Linked DNA regions of Sus scrofa: region 2 is linked to region 1. Evidence: chromatin contacts called from public Hi-C data. All regions are on one chromosome and are shown on one strand. The core of a region is the stretch at or near the end of the contact, and the rest is flanking DNA. Distances in the headings are between cores, read along the strand shown.

Region 1 (2,700 bases), core at 124-2,623:
TTTGGTCTGCCCTCACTAATCAAGGTTGCTTTAAGACTAACAAGTCCTTCAAGTTGCAGGTAGCCTAAATAATAAGACGTTTGCCGGGGCTGTTTTCCAGAAACTTGGGGACAGCTGTGTCTAGTTGGAGCTGAGCTCGTTAAGATGATGGGGACTGCCGACCCTCCAACCGGGCATGCGCGAGTGCCCGCTGGGTGACCTTTTGAATGTTCCGAGGCCCAAAGCCTAGTTGCACCTGAGCAGAAGGAGTGCTGAACCTTTCCCAATCAGCTTTCCCGCGCTCACCACGCCTCAGAGCGCCCTGCTACTTTATTCATGAGCCTATAAATACCCGAGGCTCCTCAAGTAGGCGGGCTTAAGGTTTTTTCTCTCTTGGCTTGGCTGTTTTGCGAATAATTTCTCTCTTTGTTGCAAACCTTTGTGTGTCAGGGTTTTGGCTTGGGGGCGGATGAAAGAACCTGGCTGTGTAACCACTTCGATGGTTGATCATTCATCACATCACAGAATGAGCCAAGAAGTGACTCCCAAATTTGCTTTCACTGTTCTATGACTCTGTAGCCACCTGGGCTATGTCCATGTGAGGAGGAGAAACTAGATAATGGCTCCAAACACTTGAATATCCCAGTGTCTGCCATAATGTTGGCAAAACCTAGCATGACCAAACGTGAACGTAGCCACGGAAGATTCTGGGCTGTTTAAGTACTCTTTCCTAATCTTTTGATGTAGTTTTCCCATTTCAAAGACCCTCAGCCTAGGGTTGGGCCAGGAAGTAAAAGGTGAGATGCACGTCCTAAGGGAGCCTAAAAACAATGAGAAGCAAAACCGTGGTGGTTCTGAGCCAAATATGGAGTAGGATTCAGGGAATGGGGTGGTCACTGTGGGCTGAAGTGAAAAGAAAGACTTCCCAAAGCTTCTAGGACTTGTGGGCTTTAAAGAGTCAGCTTTAGACTAAAGCAGGAGGGGTAAGAACCGCAGCAAGGCCCCTGTGAGCAGAGATGAAGTCTGTCTATTCAGGGCCCATTAGGGAAACCAAACAGGGCAAAGAAAACCAGGAAATCTGGCTATTAAGTGTGAAGAGGCTTGGGTGGGGGGTGAGTCTTGAAAACAACAGTTTGAGGTTGATGAGCCCCGCCAGCTGTGGGCAGCGGTGTGGCTGGGGTCCAGCTGAAGTGCATAGGGGAAACCAGAGACAAGAATGACTAGGAGAAGCCTCACTCCCATCCCACCCCAGCCCCCAGAAACAGAGACTGGGGTTGGGAGGCTAGAGGGAGAGTCTGCCAGAACTAAGAAGGCGCAGACAGGAGAAGCACAAGTGAAGACAGAAATGGCAGCGCCCCCGGGTTATGCACAGAGGAGAGCTGCAGAGGCCAGGATCATTCTGATTACGAAACCCAAGTTCGCCCTGGTGAAGGCTTGAGCACACACAGCCACATGCCCGGAGGTGGTTAGGAGAGCGCTGGACAAGGTCCCTCCTGGATTTTTGGAAAGCCCTCTAAGGAAACGTCTGTTTCCCCTCCCTCTCTCTTTTGCCCTCTTCTTCCTGGCTTCTGGGGGCTGGGGGTGGGGAGTGGCCACAGTTCCTTCCCTCTGTGCCCCAAGTTCTTGGAGGGCAGACCTACCCACTGGCAGGACCCAGAAGTAGCAAAAATGCCAAAGCACCTTCACCTGCCATTCCCGCCAGCCTATTACAGTGCCTTACCCCCAGAAACCCTTCCAAAGGAGAGGGTCCGATGACATGGGGAGCCCCACTTTCTCTCCACTCCCCAACCTGCTGCTAAACAGCACAGGGGGAAGAAGGGACACTAGCATTTAGGGCAGGGAGGACGTCAGCTCACTGGAACAGCCGGCCTCTATGGCAGAGATGGTGTGTGTGCTGGTTTGTGGCCAGGTGCAGCCAGCACAACCCTTGATCAAGCTTGGCTCATCCCCTCAGAGGGGCAGCCCTGCCTCTTAGGTGTTGTGCATGTGCGTGTGCACACTCATACACACATGCACAGTAACTTGCTTTAGAAAAAATTCTAAACCCCAATGGCTAGGAAGGGACTCTTGGAGCCCTTGATGGGAATTTGAAAACCCAGGTCTAAGAAACCAGCTTTAACCACTTCACTGAGCCATCATCAAACTCAGGAAGCCCTGGTGCCTGGGAAATCCTGCTGGGTCTGAGAGAGAAACAGCTCTGCCTACAGAAGGCATCTGACCTACATAGGCTGAGGTTTCCAAGTTCTTTTGTGCAGCCATCTCCCCCACACCCGAAAAATTTCCTACTGCACACAGTTCTCTATACACTGTGAGGTGCCCCACAAACACTATGCTGAGGGGATGTGGGTTTTCCCGGAAAAGCCTCTAAACCACCAATGGTCTTGGCTGCAAGGCAGCAGCTTCTCCTCTAGCCTTTCATTTGAGTTCTTCTGGTTAACTAGGAGCCCGGGAACAGCCCACACCTGTGATGCAGGCCATGTTTCAGTCAAAACTCTCAAGTAAGGTCCCTTCCCTTGAGAGCTCTTTCCAAGGGGCGAGGGATACAGGACATGACCCATGACTGGAATTTGCACCCAAAGTGCCATTCTCCCTTGAGACGTCCTCCCTCATCCATAGACATGTGCACACTCATGTGGTCATGTGTGTACACGTAAACCTCATGCTTCTATAAGTTCATGATTACCAAAGTAAAAGGCTCTTTGTTGTGGAGAGAATAATTTA
Region 2 (2,700 bases), core at 166-2,665, 73 kb after region 1:
GCACCTATAGAAAGACAGTTTTTGAATATGGCGATTTCTCTGAAACTTTAAGTCCTACTCAAGAGTTAAAAAAAATAATCATTTGCTCACACTCTGAGGCCGAGTTTGCTATGGCAAACCGTCATAAGAAGAGCTGAACACCCAGGAGTGCAAACATCGTCCTGCAGTTTTTCCCCAAAGCTAAACAATCCAACCAGCAGTCTCAGAGCGCTGTACCCACGAGCTAAGCTGTCCTAGTCCTTGAGGCATTTGTGCGGGACAAAAAAGATGCGGTCAGAATCCCTTACGGAATCTGAACTAAAGCTGACTCACGTTAGGACAGTTTCTGGTTTAAGATGCCATTTACCAACACCAGCTCTGCCTAAAAAGCACATGGGAAATCTCCACTCCTTGGAGTTATCCCCGGTGCCAGCAGTCAGTCTACTTGCCCTCTCCTGGGTTCTCCATTTGCAGTGATGACGGAAGGAAAACGCAGCCCAACCTCCCCCCAGCTGCGCGCTCTCTCGGAGCCCAGGCGGAGAGTCTGCAGGGAACCTACCTGGTGCAGCTCATCAGGCAGAGGGGCGGCGGCACTCCACTACCTGCGTAATTTCGCACCAGGCTCCCCGCGGTACCCACTGGGCGGCAGCTCTGGCGGATTGTGGGTGCGGCGCCCGAGAGGCCGCTTATCTGCTCCCGACCACGTGAGCCAACGGCTGGGACCAATCACCAGGCCGCGAGCTCGAGGGCGCGACCAACCAGCGTTCAGCTGGGACTCGAGCCCCGGCCCCGTGGACGTGACTGCGGTAGTGCGGGAAGCGCGGGCGCCGGGGTACCCCTGGGACAGCTGGCCCGAGCCGCGTAACGCGAACCCCGGGCGAGGGGCCGCGGAGGCAACCCCGTGGCGCACGTAGCGGGTGCAAGCCAGAAGAGAAAGCCCTAAACCCTCCCCCGGGCCGGGCGCCAGCACCGCGGGACTGCGGCGCAAAGAGATCCCTTTCGCTTCTAAAGGCTTCTGTGCACGGTAAAATCTTAGTGCAGAACGTTGTGGCTCGTTCCAAATGCATTTGTATTTGAAATTTTTATCTTGTTCATTGCTTGGTGCATCAGCTCATCTTCTCCCTCTCCTTGGCCTGAGCAGTCGGTCACATCTTGGTGTTAACGTGAACCCACAAATAGACTGCCTATCTAACCAGTGTTAATAAACCATATTAACCCTATAAGACAGTAAGGCAGCATTTAATTAAAAGACACTTTGTATTGCGACCATTTCTTCAGTTTTTCTCCCTGGAAGAGAAAACTAAAGCCAGGAATGAAATGGCTTTCTTTTTCGCTCATGCGGCCAGTCAGCCACAAAACCAGTGGTCAATCCAAATCCCTCAATTCTGTTCTGATGTCCTCTGGCAGTGATGTGAAAACCAAAATGTTAAAATATCACACTGCGAGTTTCATGACTCTCCCAAGCCAATTACCCTCTCTGAGGTTTCGTAATTTTGTTTAGTTTGGGGGGGTTTTCGACCATCAGTTACAACCATAAAATTGTATTTCTAAGTCGAGTTTAAATTATTTTTATAAAACCCCTGTCCTTTTTCTGCTCTCTTAGTTATCCAGTAGTCCTCTAAAATGTACAAAATGTACAATGTAAAATGTACAAAAATCTCTGTGTCTTTTAAATCACTCTCAAACAGTAGAATTGTTAGTGGAGTTATTAAAGAAAAGGAAACTCATGCTAAATAGCCCTGGGGAAGGTACTTAATGCTTGGGCTTGATTTTTTTTGAAAGGAAACATCCACCTCAGAGCAGATCTGCTGGCCTCTCAGCCCAACCAAAACTAACTGAAGGGACACGGTCTTTGACACTGGAGTCTAGGCAAGTTCTAGCATCAACTCCTTCACCTGTAAAATGGAGATAGTGAAGTTGTTCTGATAATTAAATGAAATTGTATGGGTGGGAAAACTCAGCATAGTGACTGGTGTGTGTTCAACCTGTGGTGGCTCTCAAGTAAGTGCCCTTGCCTTCAGTTTTAGTTTTTACTCTGCTAACATTTCCTTTAAGTACTTCTCAATGATTAGAATGGTAAAAAAAGGAAGGCACCTTAGGTATCACTGGCTTCAGAGGCTTTATTTCACAGATGAGGCATCTAAAGCTTAGAGAAGCTGAGCTGCTTGCCAGGGGCTGGTTAGGTCAGAGTCAAAACTAGGACACTGAGTTGAGGTTTTTTCTCCTCTACTCACAATCCTATGTTGAGCTAAAGAGTGGCTATTACGAATTAAAGTTATGGGGAAACATAAAGTAAGAATGTGTTGTGATCCTGGAGTTCCTGTCATGGCACAGTGGAAATGAGTCTGAGTAGGAACCATGAGGTTGTGGGTTCGATCCCTGGCCTCACTTCGTGGATTGGGGGTCCCGCATTGCCATGAGCTGTGGTGTAGGTCACAGACGCGGCTCAGATCTGGTGTTGCTGTGGCTCTGGCATAGGCAGCAGCAACAGCTCCAATTAGACCTCTAGCCTGGGAATCTCCATATGCCACCAGTACAGCCCCCTAAAGACAAAAAAACAAACAAAAAAAAAAGTATTGTGATCTTGTTTTAGTGGTAAGATGTGCACACATAGAAAATAGAATATGCTCTACCAAAACGTTAACAGTGCTTACTTTTGGATGGTGAGATTTTGAGTAAGTAAATTTTTCTTTGTTATTTTGTTTTTTGTCTTTTTAAATT

The links. A called contact is a pair of places that touch in the nucleus more often than the background predicts.
Region 2: a contact with region 1 is called in a Hi-C map of liver, with 4 times the contacts expected there. The contact joins the promoter of PPP1R3C here to the enhancer-like site in region 1. A contact is called at or near these places in 2 of 5 promoter capture datasets (liver and skeletal muscle), 8 of 47 Hi-C or Micro-C datasets (liver, mesenchymal stem cells, retroperitoneal adipose tissue and 1 more) and 1 of 2 datasets of contacts at active chromatin or transcription factors (skeletal muscle).

Annotation. Positions count from the first base shown.
Region 1 is chr14:103,204,163-103,206,862 of Sscrofa11.1, forward strand. No RefSeq gene overlaps it. Among named protein-coding and RNA genes, the nearest start is that of PPP1R3C, 73 kb to the right of the region's middle. Within about 2 kb of position 1,374, at least 6 of the 83 cell types and tissues checked have an H3K27ac peak or open chromatin away from gene starts, as enhancers often do. A contact at or near this core is called in liver, where this site is marked.
Region 2 is chr14:103,277,342-103,280,041 of Sscrofa11.1, forward strand. PPP1R3C (protein phosphatase 1 regulatory subunit 3C) reads right to left here and starts at 1,416. Exons shown (of 2, transcript XM_005671280.3): 1 at 539-1,416. The coding sequence starts at 552.